Linked DNA regions of Pan troglodytes: region 1 is linked to region 2. The links are chromatin contacts, called in public Hi-C maps. All regions are on one chromosome and are shown on one strand. The core of a region is the stretch at or near the end of the contact, and the rest is flanking DNA. Distances in the headings are between cores, read along the strand shown.

What was found. Hi-C and Micro-C count contacts between places; a contact is called where the count stands out from the background.
Region 1: a Hi-C map of stem cell-derived neural progenitor cells shows a contact between it and region 2, with 6 times the contacts expected there. The contact joins the enhancer-like site here to the promoter of SRP9 in region 2. A contact is called at or near these places in 5 of 7 Hi-C or Micro-C datasets (blood, induced pluripotent stem cells, a lymphoblastoid cell line and 1 more), 1 of 1 datasets of contacts at active chromatin or transcription factors (stem cell-derived excitatory neurons) and 1 of 1 other capture datasets (stem cell-derived neural stem cells).

The regions. Positions count from the first base shown.
Region 1 is chr1:23,809,288-23,812,237 of NHGRI_mPanTro3-v2.0_pri, forward strand. No RefSeq gene overlaps it. Among named protein-coding and RNA genes, the nearest start is that of LBR, 55 kb to the right of the region's middle. Within about 2 kb of position 1,359, at least 4 of the 24 cell types and tissues checked have an H3K27ac peak or open chromatin away from gene starts, as enhancers often do. A contact at or near this core is called in stem cell-derived neural progenitor cells and stem cell-derived neural stem cells, where this site is marked.
Region 2 is chr1:23,517,242-23,520,647 of NHGRI_mPanTro3-v2.0_pri, forward strand. SRP9 (signal recognition particle 9) reads right to left here and starts at 1,303. Exons shown (of 3, transcript NM_001246578.1): 1 at 1,149-1,303. The coding sequence starts at 1,220.

The DNA.
Region 1 (2,950 bases), core at 109-2,608, 290 kb after region 2:
ATCGCCTCCCTCCATCGTAGCTCCCTTCTGTGAATGGCCCCACGGGCAGCACAGGGAACAATCCAACGAAAGAACCGAACCTGCCTTGGACAGCTAACTAACTGCGGTCTCATTCTGTTTCCCTGAAACATGGAATTAAGTTTCAAATACAACTTTCCTTCCCTCTTAACAACAATATTATTCATGTCTACATTTATTGTAAGCATTTACCTAGAAGATAAGGCCTATTTCCTCCAATAAGGTGAGTTTATACTCAATGAAATTAATTTTTTTTAGTTCATTTAGCATTGCTTCTTAACAAGTTGCCAATTGATGGATCAGACATTTCTTCCTGACCTGCAGATTATAAAATGGTCTCACTCTCAGGGCACAAGAAGCAAGAGCACATACCCAAAGGCCAAGGAAGTGGCTGCCTTCTTTGTTTTTCCCTAAATGATGTCCTCTAGAGAAATTCCCGCAGCCCCATTATGAGATGGGAATTTGCTTGATTAAAGGAGATGATTCCACTTTCTGTCTAGTAATCTGGGGCATGAAGTGGATGGTTAGATACAAATCTCCAGTGTTAAGTACCAATAATTTTTGTCAGTATGAAAAAAGTGGCTGGGTGCAGTGGCTCATGCCTGTAATCCCAGCACTTTGGGAGGCCAAGGTGGACGGATCACCTGAGGTCAGGAGTTTGAGACTAGCCTGGCCAACATAGCGAAACCCCATGGACGGATCACCTGAAGTCAGGAGTTTGAGACTATCCTGGCCAACATGGTGAAACCCCATCTCTGCTAAAAATAATACAAAAATTATCAGGGTGTTGTGGTGGGCGCTTGTAATCCCAGCTACTCAGGAGGCTGAGGCAGGAGAATCGCTTGAGCCCGGGAGGCGGAGGTTGCAATGAGCTGAGATCATGCCACTGCACTCCAGCCTGGGCAACAGAACGAGATTCTATCTCAAAAAAAAAAAAGTGCTTTTCTTTTTAAAACTGTAATTAGAGATGTAGTCTTGCTATGTTGTCCAGGCTGGTCTCAAGCAATCCTCCTGTTCTGGCTTCCCAAAGTGTTGGGATTACAGGCATGAGCCACTGCCAAAGATTATTTATTATTATTATTACTTAACTGGGAGCTGTTCAAGTCCCAAAGCCCTCTAGCTCTCCTAAGTTTTCAAAAAAAGGGAAAAGACTTTTCCCACATAATATCAATCCCATGTGTCAGATTATCTTGTAAATGTTGAGACGTGTTGGTCAGCAAGGGTCCAGAAGCTGTGAGTGTGCACAGCAGGTGGAAATGGAAGGGGAATTTGTTTTTGCCTTGCAGATCTCCTGTCCTGACTCAACACTTAATGGCACAGTGTCTCCGGTGCTTTCTTGAAACCTGGTGATGTGAACAAAGAATAAAAATAGCTGCTTGAAATGCCTCCAAATGAGCAAATGCAGGCATTGTTGGAATTCCAAATTTCAGAGCTGCTTTCCGGAATCCTCGTGGATTAACGTAGCAGGAGTGGGTACTGAACAGCAAGGATGGGGCTGGAACTGTAAACTCAAAAAGCATGATTATAAAAGGGGCATGTCAAAGGGCCAAGGATCGCAGAACGATCAGAGTTCATAATTTGGGGTAACCATAGAAATCATTAGCTCCAGCCCTGCCAGACAGCGACGGCTCAAAGAGGCAGCTGGTCAGAGTTGGTGCCTCATTCCCCCGCCGGTCCCCCTGCCCTGCCAAATCTCACTTAGAGAAAGCTCTAAGTGTGGGGAGGATGGAGGGTAATTGGAATTCAGACAGGAGCCAGTTCCAAGTAATTTGTAAATTATGTGAATGAGCTTGAAAAGATTTTACCCAAGATGGTAGATCAGCTTAACGTTCTCTTCCCATAATAACCCCCATCACAAATACACAAGGGCCTCAACACCCAGATATGAATGGAATGACACTTCTTTCCCTAGAATTGTAAGGCAAGGGAGAGGGAGAAGCATTTACTTGCCTCTAAAATGGAGCCCTGGTCCCTAAGTCCATGTGTGTTTAGGGGGAGGCAGACAAGTAGATCAGTGAACAATTTGTCTTAAATTGGTTTACAAAACAAAAATTACAATGTGAGTGTAATAAATTATACAGAATGGTATACAAACAGATGGGGAAATAATGTCAGCTGCTTGGTGGTGATGGAGAAGTCAATTCACCTGGAATTAACAGACGAGCTGTTAAGAATGAGCAGGTGTTCTTGGGCATCAGAGGGGCAAAGGTATTTCTGGCAGAGCAACGAGCAGTTTGCAGGTGTGAGAGTGCATGGGCTGTTCTGCAACAGGCCCCGTAAATGGGCGAGGTTGGAAGACGAGCCGTGGGGTGGAGGCAAGACAGGAGGTGAGCTGGAGAGGTTGGGAAAGAATTGGAAACATTTTGCTCTGTCCTCTGAAATCCCGGCACATGCCACATTAGACTGCATGGTTTCTAGGGAGCTTCAGAGGTCCTAATGAACGTTTTAGTCTGATTTTAAAAAGAAAACGATTTTAAGGTTCTGGCACAGAAGACATAAAAATGTGTGACATACTCCCTGTCTGCCAGAAAGCACGTTCTTCTGCACATTTAGAATGTAGAAAATATAACCCTTTAAAAAACCACCAATACAAATTGTTTTTAAGTATTCCAGAGGGAAAATAAAAATAATATATTGGCCCCTTTAGGAAACAGAACGGCCTCTCATTTCCTGGACAGTTGTTGAGAGTAGCCGTGCCAGTGCTACCTGGATTCATGGATGTGCCACACGGTGATCAGGTTCTGTGATCTGTCACGCTATGGGTGCAGGAAATAAACCCACTGGCTTGATGCTTTCCTGAGTCCGTGTCAAGCGAGTACAAGTGGGAGACATTCAGGGTAGGAGTAACTGGTATTACAGGAGCACCTGGGCTTAGATGGCAGGTTGCGTCCAGCCATAAATAACACCTGACTTAAAGCAGCTTATGTAAATA
Region 2 (3,406 bases), core at 53-2,552:
AAAAAATAAAAATATTAAAAAAAAAGAAAAAAAGATCCTGAGCCCCGGTTTTCCGAGATTTTATCTGCTTTTAATTTTCTTTCTTCTCCGAGGGATACAGTCACAATACACTGTATCTATAATACCCTCCAATAATACCAGCTCCTTAAGGGTTGAACGGAATCTCATTCACCTTTGTGTCTCCCACAGAACCTAATTTAACTTGGGGTCAGTAACACGAGAGTGGGAAATGAATGCAGCATAAAAGAGATAACTGAGTTACAACAAACACAAAACAAAAGAAGCATCATACATAACCAGGTCTGAGGTTTTCAGTATAAAATCCCTTCAATATGCTGAGTTCTAAAAAGAAGCAGAACTTTTAATTAACACGAAGATGCTTCAAATAATTCTTAGACATGACAATAAAATAACCGAAACCTCAAGAGACGAAAAGTAAGACCCGAATGCTAAACTCCCATCACTTGGACTTCTTTGCTTTTTAATAATGAGCTAACCTCTGACATCCACCTCCATTATAATTTTTGTGGGGGCTAAGAATGTATTTCAGAGGTCCATGAATCCCTTAAAATTGTTTGCAAACATTTACTTATACATTTACTTATACCATTTTTCTGAGGAAAGGTGCAAATATTATTCTTATGGTCCCAAAGCCTGTGACTCCCAAAATACTAAGAACCAATATTCTGGGGGGTACAGATGCTTCCAAATTGGAATCTTTCAAGAATGTCTGAGCGGCAGTAGAAAAACATCATCAGTTTTATATACATGAGGTACCCTTACCGCCTAGGCGGTACAGGAAAAGTGAACCAAGACAAAGGACAGGAAGCTGCAGGGGGAGGAGCCCTGGCTTCAGGGACTCGTAAAACAACCGAAGCCATAAAGGAAGCTGAGGGACTGGGGCGGGAAGATCGATTGCAGAAATGTTTAGGGCTGAGATGAACCTGGCTGTTGCCAGCTTCAGGGCCTCACTGGGCCGCTAGATCAGGGAAGAAGGGGACGAGAGAGCAGAACATTAACTTGGCAGGGTCCATTTGTGTTCATTCCCAGCACCTCCTGGGAGCGCTGGGGAAGCTCCAGGGGCCGAGTGGATGGCGGGAAGACATCCTGGGCTGGGGCCCAAAGCAGCGGCCCCGCCAGCGATTTACCTTCATAGGGTCAGCGAGGTAAAGCTTCTCGGCAGCGCGGCTGAACTCCTCCCAGGTCTGGTACTGCGGCATCGTGGCCTAGAGTGGAAAAGTAAAGAGAAGCAAGGCCTCAGAACCCGGCCCAACAAACTACCTACGTCCGGGAGTCGCCAACTGACGCGAGTCCCAGCAGCCCCAAGATGGCGGCGCCTCCTCGCACCAACGCCTCGCTCCATTGGACAGCTCCGTCCATGCTCGCCCAATGGGCAGGAGGGATGTTGTCAGGGAGTGGGCGGAGCCCAGGGCGTGTGGCTCGAGAGCTGAGCGAGACAAGCGGAGGGCAAGGCAACCAATGCCGGCTGCCACAGCGCCCCCGGTAGGGCTGAATGAGTGGCGTCCGTCCCGTGGCACTCAGGGCTGAACCGCAGCTGCCTTCAACAAAGATTAAGCGGCTCTGCGATAGGCGCTGCATATACGAGGAAGGAGGCGACAGGGCCCAGCTGTCACACAGCTTGGTGAAGAAGCCAGGAGACATAAACACAAGAGTGCAACGGAAAACTTTATATGATAAACATTTATGTCGGGTTAGTGGAGCGCGAAGGAAGAAGGATCACTTGTGGGTGGGGGGAAACTCACAGAAGCGGTGCAAGCTCAACAGGTAGGCAAGGAAGGACAGAACACGTAGGCCCATTTTAGATCTGCAGTGTATGTCAGATGACTGGTGTTTAGGAGATGAGGAAGAAGTCATATTATCACTTCTGCAAGGATAAAAAATCTGATCCTCCAAGCAGGAGGATTGCTTGAGCCCGGGAGTCCGAGGCTGCAGTGAGCCATGATCGCGCTACGCACCCAGCCTGGGCTTCAGAGCAAGACGCTGGCGCAAAAGTAAATAAATAAAGAAGATGGCCTGCAGGGGACACCAGGTAAAGAGTATTATATTTTGAGATGGAAAGATTTTGTGCATGTTTATAACTTTTAGAGAAGGACACATAAGAGATAGAAAAATCAAAAATACAAGAGAAAGAAGAAAGCGAGGTCTCGGGAAATATGAAGGGGAAGACCAAAGGCCCAGATGAATAAAAACAGGTGCATTATTGCCTTTGATGGGGTGAGGAAGAGGGAAAAGTCGGGTGAGGGTATAGGTGAGCATGTAGATACGAGGGCAAGAAGGTACATTTTCTTGTCACCTAAGACAGGAGACCACCTTCGTAAATAGGAAGGGTGGTTTTGGATCTTTGAGGAAGCAAGGATGGGTTTGGATCCTTGAGGAGAAGGTTTGGAAAAGCCATTGTGAGAAATGAATAAGGAAGCCTATTAGAAAAAAACAGGTGGGAAGCGGTGGTGCACACCTGCAATCCCAGCACTCTGGGAGGCTGAGGTGGGCAGATCACTTGAAGTCAGGAGTTCAAGACCAGCCTGGTCAACATCGTGAAACCCCATCTCTACTAAAAATAAAAAAATTAGTTGGGCTTGGTCGTGGGTGCCTGTAATCCCAGCTACTCTACTCGGGAGGCTGAGGTAGGAGAATCTCTTGAACCCAGGAGATGGAGGATGTAGTGAGCCAAGATCGCATCTCACTGCACTCCAGCCTGGGCAACAGAGCAAGACTCTGTCTCTAAAACAGCAACAACAACAACAACAACAACAACAACAAAAGAAACTCAAAAGCAATATGTCAAGTAGAGTAAAAAGCTGAAACTGGAGATCATATCTGGGAATAGCCCCAATTAGGGTCTGTCTCCAGCAACACCCAGAAGCTTGGATTTTGGACTGGAAAAGACAGATATTAGGGATTTATAGGGTACATGAGGAAGAAGAACAAAGGGTCAAGAATGTTGCAGGTGGTACTGGCAAGAGAATGACTGAAATGATAAATTATGGGATCCATGCTAGATAGCTGGTAATTAATTGAGTCAAAAGAGAGACGTTAAGGAACCAGGATTAAAGGAAATCTGAATTCAATATAGCAGGAAATAAGTTTTAGTCAGATTGGATATTGGGGTTTAACATTTTAGAGTAGCAATAGTCCCTGGTGAGGCTGGATTTATAGTTGGGTTGTCCACACAAAGTCAAAGTCTTGTATGAGTAAGAAAAGGAATAAGATGAAGGAGAAGGCTATGAGCCAGGGACCCAAATCCTCAGTTAATGAGACGTGTGTGTGTGTGTGTGTGTGTGTGTTGAGGGAAGCTATAAAGAGCAATGAGCAGAGGCAGAGAGAGCAGAGTTGGGCAGAATGACCCCCAGGTGTAGGGGTTTTTCCCTGAAGATGAAAACAATGG